2 separate regions of the Sus scrofa genome follow, and region 2 is linked to region 1. The links are chromatin contacts, called in public Hi-C maps. All regions are on one chromosome and are shown on one strand. Each heading gives the region's core, a stretch centred on a gene start, on an enhancer-like site or on the middle of the called end of the contact. The rest is flanking DNA. Distances are from core to core; before and after follow the strand shown. Region 1 holds the start of LOC102160998 (collagen alpha-1(I) chain-like). Region 2 holds the start of SNRNP35 (U11/U12 small nuclear ribonucleoprotein 35 kDa protein).

Evidence for each region. Hi-C and Micro-C count contacts between places; a contact is called where the count stands out from the background.
Region 2: a contact with region 1 is called in a Hi-C map of skeletal muscle, with 7 times the contacts expected there. The contact joins the promoter of SNRNP35 here to the promoter of LOC102160998 in region 1. A contact is called at or near these places in 1 of 5 promoter capture datasets (liver), 7 of 47 Hi-C or Micro-C datasets (embryonic fibroblasts, fibroblasts, heart right ventricle and 2 more) and 2 of 2 datasets of contacts at active chromatin or transcription factors (alveolar macrophages and skeletal muscle).

What each region holds. Positions count from the first base shown.
Region 1 is chr14:29,422,050-29,428,333 of Sscrofa11.1, reverse strand. LOC102160998 (collagen alpha-1(I) chain-like) reads left to right here and starts at 3,833. Exons shown (of 2, transcript XM_005670587.3): 1 at 3,833-4,786; 2 at 6,147-6,284. The coding sequence starts at 3,855. The coding sequence ends at 6,165. RILPL1 (RILP-like protein 1) reads right to left here and starts at 4,214. Exons shown (of 7, transcript XM_001925355.7): 1 at 3,383-4,214. The coding sequence starts at 3,691.
Region 2 is chr14:29,473,291-29,479,574 of Sscrofa11.1, reverse strand. It overlaps SNRNP35 (U11/U12 small nuclear ribonucleoprotein 35 kDa protein), which reads left to right and starts at 2,524. Exons shown (of 2, transcript XM_003359089.4): 1 at 2,524-2,699; 2 at 4,878-6,284. The coding sequence starts at 4,881. The coding sequence ends at 5,621. RILPL2 (RILP-like protein 2) reads right to left here and starts at 1,440. Exons shown (of 5, transcript XM_013982786.2): 1 at 1,390-1,440.

The DNA.
Region 1 (6,284 bases), core at 2,584-5,083:
TTACATTTAGATGCAACTGTATATGCACAGCTTTCAAAAGTCTATTTTTTTTTTTTTTTTTGGTCTTTTTGCCTTTTCTAGGGCTGCTCCTGCAGCATATGGAAGTTCCTAGGCTATGGGTCTAATCGGAGCTGTAGCTACTGGCCTAAGCCAGAGCCATAGCAACGTGGGATCCGAGCCGCGTCTGCAACCTACACCACAGCTCACGGCAACGCCGGATCCTTAACCCACTGGGCAAGGCCAGGGATTGAACCCGAAACCTCATGGTTCCTAGTCGGATTCGTTAACATCTACGCCATGATGGGAACTCCTTGAAAGTCTATTTGTGTGTGTTTCCTGTCTTCCCTATTACCTACCCACTGCCTGAGATGAGGACCTGGTTTTCCTTTCCTCTACATCACCCGTGTCACCTAGGAGGGCACTGCAAGCTGTGGTTCCATCAACGGGGTTGCAGAGTGAGTAACCAGGTAGAACATAAGACTATGGCCTGGGACTGAGTGATGAACGGAACTGATTCTGAGGGTCTTTTGGGAGGAGGAGTTGGTGGAAGAGAGGGTGCATGCTTTACTGGAGCTATAATTGTTGAAAGAGAAGAAGGAAGGAAAAAAGGAAGGAATGGATGGAAGGAGGGAGGGAAGCAGGGCAGGGGAGAGGAGGAGGGAGGAATGAATAGACAGACAGATAAGAACAAGGATATGCCAAGACTTTTGTAGAAATAACACCTTGAAGAGCCTTTGAGGCTGCAGGAAAAAAAAAAAAATCAATGAGTCTTTCTTGATCCCAAGAATACGAAAGAACAGGGACTGTGGTTGTGAAGGGGAAAAAAAAAAAGGTTTTGTCCTCCAAATTAGAAAAGATTGTCCTCAACATTTACAAATAAGCTCTGACTCTGAACACACTGGTGTTTACTTCCTGGCTGACAGCGTTCCAGAAGTGACAAGTGCAGCTGGCTGGGAATGCCACCTGACTCCAGGCCTAGTGGTGTCTCCCAGCTCGGCTGCAGCAGACTTGAAATGCTTGGGGTGGGGACAGAGATGCTGGGACTTGTGTGACCTGGGCTAAGCCCCTTAGTCAACTGCCCCAATAAAAGGCAGTTGTATGAGAGGATCTCAAGGTTCCTTCCTTCCCCAAACCCTCTGGGAGAGATAGAAGGATCTGGAGAAGGAGTAGCGGTAACTGAGGTGAGGCGGCATCTCCATTTTCAGCCTAAGAGCACTCAGTGAAAGCCTTTCCTGGTCTAAATGCAAGTTAACACTGGTAAAGTCCTCAAAATGGGCCAGTATTTGTCTAGGGTACTTTAATTCTAACCATAATCCTATGAGGTGGGTACTATATTATTATCCCCATTTTACAGCTGTGGAAACTGAGGCACAGAGAGGCAAGGTAACTTGCCCAAGACCACACAGCCTGTGAGGGAAAGAGTTTGAAAACAGGCTCTCTAGCTCCAAAGTCTCTGCTCCTAAGAATCCTGACCTTCATTACAGGACAGGGACATTGTCAAGCTCTCAAGTTCCCTGTGATCTTGGAAATGGTGCCTAAGGTTTTCTCGGGAGTGTGAATCTCCTATCTGACCCCAGGGCATAGGGGCCTATGAGAACAAACACAATCAAACCTCCAAAACACTAGTGCTCTTAACCACCTAAGGATCTGCCCTCAGGTTAAGACTGCCTAGGCTCTGCTCCTTGAAAAGACACAGACCTCAAAGTACACACAGTAGGTGATGGCTGGTCAGATAGGTTCAGAGAGGCTCAGTGTATTTTCTGAGGCCACAGAGCAAGACAGAACCTGCTCAGGCACCCTGACTCCTCAAGGAAAAGCATTTCCTCCCATTCTCAGTCCGAAGGGTCTGACAAGAGCTTCCTTGGGCTGTGGTTGGGGCAGGAAACCACACATCTCCCACTTCCTTTTCCCCAGGCACCTTGTCTGGCCTCCAGGCCCAGTGAGGAGGCCCTGATTCTTGAGTCCAGAGGGATTCTTCTTTACAAGGCAGAGGCTTGGGCATAAAACTGCCTGAAATCATCCTCCTTCAAGAGAAGAGGCACAAGAATGACCTCCACCAGGGCTGGGACTCTGTCAGCACTAACTTGAGACAAATCCCCTGTCAGCACTAACTTGAGACAAATCCTCGCACTCTGATCCTGTTTCTTCATATATAAGATGAAGATAACAGTCCCTACCTCACAGAGTTGTGTGAGGATTAAAGATAAAATCACCTCATGTTAATAGACTCGAAGAAACCCTGCAAAGCCATTTGCAAACTGGAACTCAGAGACTGAGCGTCAATGAGCTTAGTGGCTAGAGGTCATATCCTCTTGGCTCTGGAGGGTTCTAGAGGAGGATGAAGAAAGGGGCCTGGTGTCCTAGCTTCTTAGGTGACACTGAAGGGCAGAGGGACTTATTTCATTTCTGGAAAAGAATAACATTACTTAAGCACTCAATTTTTTATTATTTTTTTGTCTGTGTCTGCAGCATGTGGAGGTTCTGGAGCCAGGAGTCGAACCCTTCCCACATAGCAACCCAAGCCACTGCAGGGACAGCTGGATCCTTAACCTGCTGAGCCTCAGCGGGAACTCCTAGCTAAGTACTTTAGAAAACATCCCATTTAATTCTCTTTTTTCCTTTAAATTTGCCATTTTAACTTTTTTTTTTTTTTTTTTTTTTTGGCTGCACCTGCATGCTTAAGTTTCTGGGACAGGGACTGAATGTGCACCACAGCAGTGACAATACCAGGTCCTTAACCCACTTAGCCACCAGGAAACTCCCCCATTTAATTCTTTTTTCTTTTTTTTTCTTTTGCTATTTCTTTGGGCCGCTCCCGTGGCATATGGAGGTTCCCAGGCTAGGGGTCCAATCGGAGCTGTAGCCACCGGCCTACGCCAGAGCCACAGCAACGCAGGATCCGAGCCGCGTCTGCGACCTACACCACAGCTCACGGCAACGCCGGATCGTTAACCCACTGAGCAAGGGCACGGACTGAACCCTCAACCTCATGGTTCCTAGTCGGATTCGCTAACCACTGCGCCACGACGGGAACTCCCCCCCATTTAATACTTAAAAGGTGGATCCTATTAGTATCACCATCTGATATGTGGGGAAATAAAGCACAGAGAGGTTAAATAACTTACTCAAGGTCACACAGCTATTAAATGGTAAAAGTAGGACCGGAACTTAGGTCTGACTCCAAAGAACTACCCTTAATCTCTGGGGGTGGTATATGCCAGGTCCCCTAGACTGGGCAAAAGAGGGCCGGGGCCTCCATCCCTATCCCTGTTGCCTATTCTCTGTGTACACATAAGTGTCACCTACAGTTGTCCTATACGAAAGGGCCCCTAGGTCCCAGCTGCTCCATTGCCCGGATGGGCAGACTGAGGCTACTGCCCACCTTCTGGTGCTTGCGCTCCTTCTCGATGCGGTCCATCCTCTCCAGGCGCAGACGATCCAGCTCGAGGCGCAGCTCGTCCAGCTCTGGTGCGACGTGGTGGCGGCTGACCAGCACCTCCAGGATCTCCAGGACGCGCACGACCTTGGGCATGAGGCGCGCGATGGCCTCGCAGCCGTGCTGGTCGATGACCCGCTCGAACTCGTGGCCCACGAGCGACGCGATGTCGTACACGTCCATGACGGTCAGCTCCGCCACATTCTTCTCCAGCGCTGACTCGGCTGCTAGCGCCGACCCCCGGTCCTCCTCCATGGCCCCCCGCCCGGCCTCTCCCTCACCCCGCAAACTAGTGCAACTCCCAAACTTGCCGCTGTCGAGGGCAGCGCCGGGCCGGGCCCACCTCCCTCTGCCGCCGCCGGCCCGCGCTTAGCTGGTCCTCCGGCGAGGGCGCACCGGGCGGGCGGCGGGCGTCGGCATGGGCGGAGGCGACCGGCCGGGAGCCAGAGGTCAGCGCGCCGGGTGCGGGTCTCCGCGCCCCGCTCGGCCCAGAGCCTGCTCCCCAGTGGGGGGAGAAGGAGGAGGAGACGGAGGCGAGGAAAGCGCGCGCGTGCGCAGGCCCGCGGCGCCTCCCAAGTTGGGAATCCGAGTTGGGCGCAATGGAGGCGCGGGGTCTAGCTGGAGAGGGGGCCCCCACTGCCCTCGGAAACAGTCCTCGCCCGAAGCTCGCCCACACGCCCGGGGCCTGGAAAGGAAGGGCGGCCGCGGCTCCTCCGGGAAACTTTGTCCGCGGCGACGCTGGGTGACCGGCTCCCCCCGCAGGGATGCCACGCGCCCCGCCCTGATCCCGGCCTGGAGAGGGGCGCGCCCAGCTTCCGCCGCCCGAGGGCGCCCTGGGGCCCCCACGGGCACCGCACCCCCACCCGCCGACTCCGCAGCCCCCCGCCCCCCCGGACCCCCAGCTCCACCCGCGGGACCTTCCTTCCCGCCTGCAGCCGGATCCCCCAGCGTGTCCGGAGGCGCCACCCCCTCCTCGGGCCCGGTCCTGGCTCCTCCTTTCCCACTCCCGCCTGGAGGGGTCAAACTAGCCCGGAGGAGAGGGAGTGGAGGCGGTGGGGATGGGGGTCGCCGGTCTCTGGACGATTCACAGCGTCAGCGGGCAGCCCCAGCTTTGGAGAGAAAAGGAGGGTTCCGGAGGTGGACTATGGGGTGGGGAGTCGAGGACCCGCCTCACCGACCTGGTCACCAGGCAGACCTGGCGACGCCAGGCCCTGTGCTCCAGGAGAGGCGCCCGGGAGAAGGGCAGAAGAGTGGTGCGGTCCTCTGGTCCCTGAGCCGCCGGGCTACGCTGCCTGCCGGGCCACGTCCATTAGTGGCTCCTTATGACATAAACACCACTTCACAGAGAAGGTGAGGCCGGGGTTTGGATTTCAGCTTTCTTGTCCCGAGCCCTCTTTCTTTTGACCTGGCTAAATCCGCTAGTCCATCAGACCACCCATCCCCGCCCAGGTGAGCCTTCCCTGAACCCACAACCCCACCCTTCGCACCCTCACGCATGGGTAATTAGGGACCTGCTTTTGCATCCACACAGCCTGCTGCCTACTCCCATAAAACTGCTCTTAGCACAGTGAGTTTTAACGTAGTTACAGGTAGCCTCCCCCATCAGATTGTGAGCTCCTTGAAGGCAGGAAAAAAAAAAAAAAAAACCTTTAATGTCTTTGTAGCTATAAAATCCACCCCAACCTGATACATGTGGATTAAAACTGAAGACTTTCAAAGTTTAAAATGTACTGAGAGTGGGTTAAAGATCAGGTATTGCTGTGAGCCGTGGTGTAGGTCGCAGACAGGGGTGGGATTCCACATTGCCCTGGTGTAGGCTGGCAGCTGCAGCTCCCATTCTACCCCTGGCCTGGGAATTTCCATACCCCGCAGGTGCAGCCCTAAAAAGCAAAAAATTAATAAATTAAGTAATTAAAATGCACTGAGCATTTGCTTCATATTTAGTTTAAAAATATATAGTGTTTACCATGTGCCAGATGTTATTCTAGGTCTATTATAAATATTTCCTCATTTACTCCATGGCTTTTCAAAAGTGGCCTAAGGACCACTGGGGTTCCCCACTACCCAGAGTCTCTTTGAGGTCCCTTTTGCTAGCTATGTATCAGTGAGAGCCTAGATGTTCTTCATATTCTTAACACTACACAGCCTATCATGATAGACTGAATATGCAGATGGAGATTTGAAGATCCAGATCTCTAATAAGGAACTAGACATTAAAGAGACATGCAAAAGTAGGAACCAATGTCACAGCTATAGTCCTCGGTACCTTTTTGTTTTGGAGCATAATTGATTTTTTTTTTTTTTTTTTTTTTGTCTTCTTGCCATTTCTTGGGCCGCTCCCGTGGCATATGGAAGTTCCCAGGCTAGGGGTCTAATTGGAGCTGTAGCTGCCAGCCTACTCCAGAGCCACAGCAACACGGGATCCGAGCCGAGTCTGCGACCTACACCACAGCTCATGGCAATGCCAGATCGTTACCCCACTGAGCAAGGCCAGGGATTGAACCCCCAACCTCATGGTTCCTAGTCGGATTCGTTAATCACTGCACCACGACGGGAACTCCGGAGCATAATTACTTTTTATTAAAAATATTCATGTTAATATGTTATGTGTCTGTTTTAAATAAGTCAATATTTTTAAGAACTGTCAGTTTAAATTTCTAGTTTACAATAGAGATCAATAGATATAACATATCTAACAAAATCTTTTTAGGGTCTTCAGTGGTTTTTAAGAGTGCCCTCGGAAAAGGGTCCCTGAGAGCAAAAATTTGAGAACTGCTACCATCCAGCATCCTAAGAGGTATTATTATCCCTACTTTACAAAAGAGGAAAGTGAGGTACAGAGAAGTCA
Region 2 (6,284 bases), core at 1,275-3,774, 53 kb before region 1:
TTGATGTCATCATTGGTGGGTTTTTTGGTTTGTTTTCAATACTTCTTTACTTCCTGGCATTACATGTTGTTCCAAGTTCACCTTGTGTATTTCTTGCCCCAGTCCTAGAATCAGCCATTTCTCCAAGGTACTCTAGTTGCTTTTACTGGAGAATGACATTAGAAACCAAGATCTGGGTGCTAGGTGGTGCTTGTTGCTACTGGGGTACACAGATCTAATTAACAACACTTTTATTGTGGTAAAATACACATAACATAAAACCATTTTAACCATCTTTAAGCACAGTGAAGTGGCATTAAGTACATTCACAGTATTAGGTAACCATCACCATCCACTACCAGAACTCTTTTCATCATCCCAAATTGAACGTCTGTACTCATAAAACAATGATTCTCCTTCCTCCAACCCCTAGGCCTTAGCAATCACTATTGAAAGTGAAAGAGAAATCACTCTCTCTTGCTATGAATTTGACTATTCTAGGTCCCTCTTATAAGTGGAACCATAAAATACTTGTCCTTTTGTGTCTGGCTTATTTTACCTAGCATAATGTCTTCCAGGTTCATCCAAGTTGCAATTATCAGAATTTCCTTCCTTTTTAAGGCTGAACAGTATTCAACTGCATGTATATACCATACACACATATTTTTAAATATAAATGTTTAAACTATAGATATGGCTCATTTTTAAACTCAATACATTTTGTTAATGAATTTTAAGAAAACGTACTATATGGAGTTCCCCTTATGATTCACCTGGTAAGAAGACGACTAGTATCCATGATGGTGGTTCTATCCCTGGTCTCGTTCAGTGGGTTAAGGACCTGGCATTGCTTCAAGCTGTGATGTAGGTCACAGATGTAGTTTGGCTGAAGTGTTGCTGTGGTTGTGTAGGCCTCAGGTGCAGCTTTGATTCGACACCTAGCCTGGGGACTTTCATATGCCATGGGTTCAGCCCTAAAAAGCAAGAAAAGAAAAGAAAAGAAAAGGTACTATAAAGAAAGCTATAGATATTCAGGACCTTTGCTTCACGTACAAAATTCAATAAAGACTAAGAACAGTAATATAGGAGTTCCCGTCGTGGCGCAGTGGTTAACGAATCCGACTAGGAACCACGAGGTTGCGGGTTCGGTCCCTGCCCTTGCTCAGTGGGTTAACGATCCGGCGTTGCCGTGAGCTGTGGTGTAGGTTGCAGACGCGGCTCGGATCCCGCGTTGCTGTGGCTCTGGCGTAGGCCGGTGGCTACAGCTCCGATTCAACCCCTAGCCTGGGAACCTCCATATGCCGCGGAGCGTTCCAAGAAATAGCAACAACAACAACAGACAAAAGACAAAAAAAAAAAAAAAAAAAAAAGAACAGTAATATACCCTTAGTAAATGGTGATTTGGCTTACCTTCTAAGAATAAGATTGGAAGCAAAATGAGATGAGTTGTTTGCAGAAATCACCCACTTGTAAGAATGAATCAGAAAATGAGTGAATGAAGAACATCATGAGATACTCATCATCAGATTTATGAAAGCACAACTGTATCAAGTAATTCGTTGTTCAAGTCGTAATCTACCCGAATACACTGACCTAACAAAAAAGAAACATAACATAGTCTGAATGTATACATCTATCTACTCTATAAATATTTACTGACCACATGGGTCTCCCCTCCCACGCCCTGGTTTTAAATCTGGGCATGGGTTCTTAAAGGGTCATTTGGGGGAGTTCCCGTCGTGGCACAGTGGTTAATGAATCCGACTAGGAACCATGAGGTTGAGGGTTCGATCCCTGGCCTTGCTCAGTGGGTTAAAAGATCCGGCGATGCCATGAGCTGTGGTGTAGGTTGCAGACGCGACTGGGATCCCGCTTTGCTGTGGCTCTGGCGTAGGTTGGCGGCTACAGCTTCGATTTGACTCCTACCCTGGGAACCTCCGTATGCCGCGGGAGCGGCCCAAGAAATAGCAAAAAGACAAAAAAAAAAAAAAAAAAAGAATCATTTGGGGACTTTCCAAAAAAATACATTTTTTTCAGAGATTCTGAATTCAGAGATCTCTGTGAGGCTCGGAAAACGGCATTTTAACACGCTTCCACGCGATTCTTGTTTCCGAGCTCACTTTGAAGAACTGTTTTGCTTGTGCGGGGAGCGAATTTGTTAAATTTAGGGGTTAGAAAAACTCTGGGAAAACATACGTACACAGTTTCCTTGTGAACTAGCATACGCATTTTCTAAGGAAAAAAAACAAAACAAAATCAATTTCTCACAGTGAACCTGAGAACGAAAAGTCTCACTGGCGCTCAAAGATCTCTTCAATAAGGAGAGCGATTCTGCGAATCTCACAGGATTAGCAGCACATTCGATAGTCTTCCAACTCAATTGTTCAATTTAGCATTTTTTGTCCTGGCGAAAAATTTTAGAAAAGCGAAAAGTTCATTCTTTTTGGAGACGATACTCAATGGAGCCTTCGATGCTCAATGCATGCGATTAGATTTTTTAAATGAAAGCAAAAACCAAATCAGGGCCCGTGACGAATCTGTAGCTCCCGATGTAAAGTTCCGGTCAGGCGGGCCGGAAGAACCTACCGTCGCTCCACGCTCGGCATCAGTCTCCATGGGAAAGGAATCCCGAGTCTTCTGAAGTGAACCAGAGCGGTTTAGTGGGAGCGGGGCCCACCCAGGCGAGGAGGACCAGGGAATTCCGCCTGGACAGTGTGTCGGTTAGTGTGTGGGCCGCCATGTTGAAGCCGGGCAAATGGGGAGACCTTTTGGGTTTATGCTGCGGGGAGCGGGGGCTATAACTTGGTTGGCAGGATGGTTCCTTCAGTCTTGCGCCTACCTACAAGGTGAGGGGCTGGGAGAGGTAGTCTGAAAGGCCGGCGGCCGAGAGACCGAGGTGCTGCGAGGGGACTGGGAGTATAGACTATCACAGAGACTTCCGCCTTGGCTTCCATAGCCTCACTGCGCGTGCTCGGAGGGCCCTGTGGGCCAGCCTTCAGTTTCCCACCTGGGAAGCGCGGGAGTGTTTTACTATGTATAATCAGCCTGGAGAGGTGTGTCTTGTCTGTTTACTTGTTTAATAATAGCTTTTATTTACATAATGCTTTATAATTATAAAACACTTTCGTAGGCCTTCTGTTATGCAGTGAAGAGGCGCTTAGCAACATTTTACAGATGATTTAAATTTTGCCCAAGATTGCACTAGGTCTTAAACCTGGGTGTTCTGACTCTAATTCCTGCGCTTTTTCACTTTCCGCCCTTCGGTCTTTAATGGTTCATTGACGCACCCATCTCCACCCCCCCCCCATTCATCTTTCACATCCCATCCTCGTTAATGAAATAATGACGAGAATATAAAATTTCAAAGAGATTGTTGAAGGAAATCTCAATATAATGTTGCAACGGAGAAAATACAGCAAGAAAGAATGAGAAGCCGTGAAGCCCGCTGTTTTCTTGGTATTTAGTATTGATAGGAGCATACAGATCGGGAAGGAAACAAAATTCATTTTATCCCTTTATAATTCTCTCCATATTTTAATTTGAAGAGCTCTTAAAGCTTTGAACAGGACTTCTGACCTTGTACAATTATGTCAAAAAATTTTTGGTGGATCGTTGTGAGCTTGTGGAATGGGGGAAGGGGTTTCTCTCCCATTTGGTTGCAGGGGTGGAGAGTGTGGGGGTTTTCAGCCTCAAAACCCAGACCTGGTCAGCTTTTTCCTGTCCCTCTCTCCAAAGCTTTATATTTTATGACAGCCATCTAAGAAAATAGTTAAGAACTTAATTTCTGGAGTCAAGAAAGCCCTTGGTTCTCATTACCTGGCTGGGCTACTTCTGTGTTTTGGGACAAAAGACAGCCGTTTTTGCAGCTCACCTTCCACATCTGAAATAGCAATAACAGAAGTACACGTGTCCTGGTATTGTTGAGAAGTGAAGGGAGATAAGTGCTTAGCACAATGCCTGGCACCTCCTAAGTGTTCAAGACAAGTTAACTATAATTGTTATGGTCTTTGGTTTTTGTTTTTATCTTGCAACCTTATGATGGAGGTAGGAAGTAAGATTAGAACCTTAAGTGAGTTGGAGGCAGAGCCCAAGCCAGACCAAAACCATCTGAAGCTCCTTCCCTTGTTCTAGCTGTTCGTCATCCTTTTACAAGTTACCAGAGAAGTGTCTTTTCCAAAGTTGCTCGCTAATGATGACACACATATACGTCCTCCATTTACAGTTTGGTGGGAGATGATATAATGTCCTGCCTCTCAGTTTTGAATGAAGTGGTCCTTTTGTGTTTGTTTTCCTTTTGCTTTTTAGGGCCGCACCCACGGCATATGGAAGTTCCCGAGCTAGGGGTGAAATCAGAGTTACAGCTGCTGGCCACGGCCACAGCCACAGTCATGCCAGATTTGAGCCACGTCTATGACCTGTGCCACAGCTCATGGCAGTGCCAGATCCTTAACCCACTGAGCAAGGCCAGGAATCGAATCAGCATCCTCATGGATACTAGTCATGTTCTTAACCCAATGAGCCACAATAGTAACTCCCCTATGACCATTTTAAGTCTCTGAAAGGCAAGCCTGGATTTTGACCCATGTTGTAGCATCATAACGTAGTTGGTATGCATCCTACCATGATGGTATACGTCTGTGTTGAGCTCAGGCCTTTGCCTTCTGCTTCTTCCAAGGAGGAGGGCGAGAGAGTGGGTGAGGGCATCCTTGAGCCCTCCGCCCAGATTTGATACTGTCTCCCCTGCTTTCTAACCAGGAGGCTTCAGCCTCTGAGAATCCACCTCCTTCTCTTTTGGAAGAAGAGGTGAATAACAGTATCTGCTTCATGGAGTTGTTGGAAGGATTAACTGCATAGCTTGTAGTAGGTGCTGCATAAACGCTTACTGTGCTCCTCCCTAGAACATGAACGATTGGGTGCCCATCGCCAAGGAGTACGACCCACTTAAAGCTGGCAGCATCGATGGCACTGACGAAGACCCACACGATCGTGCAATCTGGAGGGCGATGTTGGCACGATACACCCCCAACAAAGGCGTCACAGGAGACCCCCTTCTCACTCTGTTTGTGGCCAGACTCAACCTGCAGACCAAAGAGGAAAAGTTAAAGGAAGTGTTTTCACGCTATGGGGATATCCGGCGGCTTCGGCTGGTGAGGGACTTGGTCACGGGCTTCTCAAAGGGCTACGCCTTTATCGAATACAAAGAGGAGCGTTCTCTGCTCAAAGCCTACCGGGATGCTGATGGCCTGGTCATCGACCAGCACGAGATATTTGTGGACTATGAACTGGAGAGAACCCTCAAAGGGTGGATCCCTCGGCGATTGGGAGGGGGCCTGGGGGGGAAAAAGGAATCTGGGCAGTTGAGGTTTGGGGGGCGGGATCGGCCTTTTCGACAGCCCATTAACTTGCCAGTAGTTAAAAATGACCAGTTTCGAGAGGGAAAGAGGGAGCGGAGGGAGCGATCTCGATCCCGGGAAAGACACTGGGACTCCAGGATGAGGGATCGGGGCCATGACAGGGGCCGGGACAAGAGGTGGCAGGAGAGAGAACCAGCAAGGGTGTGGCCTGAAGGTGACTGGGAGAGAGAGAGGGACTTCAGAGATGACAGGGTCAAGGGGAGGGAGAAAAGGGACAGAAGTAAGTAGACCCCCCCCATCTCCCACTCCCCTTGCCAGAGGAAGGTGCAGCATCAGTACAAGTTCAGGGAGAACTGCCTCACTTGTATATGGATTCTAAGTCCAGGGGTGGAATAAAATGTACTGATGATAATCAGGTTGAGGTTTCCTTTTGATGACTTTGGAACCCAGGTTCTACCTGAACATGTTGATACTCTTCATTTTCTCTTCATCTTAGAGTTTTTTTGGTTTTTGTTTTTGTCATTTTTGCCTTTTCGAGGGCCGCTTCCCACAGCAAATGGAGATTCCCAGCCTAGGGGTCTAATTAGAGCTGTAGCCACTGGCCTACACCAGAGCCAAAGCAACTCGGGATCCGAGCCGCGTCTTTGACCTACACCACAGCTCACGGCAACGCCAGATCCTTAACCCACTGAGTGAGGCCAGGAATCGAACCCGAAATTTCATGGTTCCTAGTCGGATTCGTTAACCACTGTGCCACGATGGGAACTCCTATCTTACAGTTTTAAGGACATGTTATTTGATAAGCTTGAGAAACAGTTTTGTAGGCACTGGCACCTGTATGGAAGGACCTGTGTAAGGAGCTACCACCGTCATTTAATTTGGTAGCAGAGAATTCCCCATCTATTGGAGTGTCCACTCGGAAGGATTGACAAAAAGAGGTGATGACCAAAA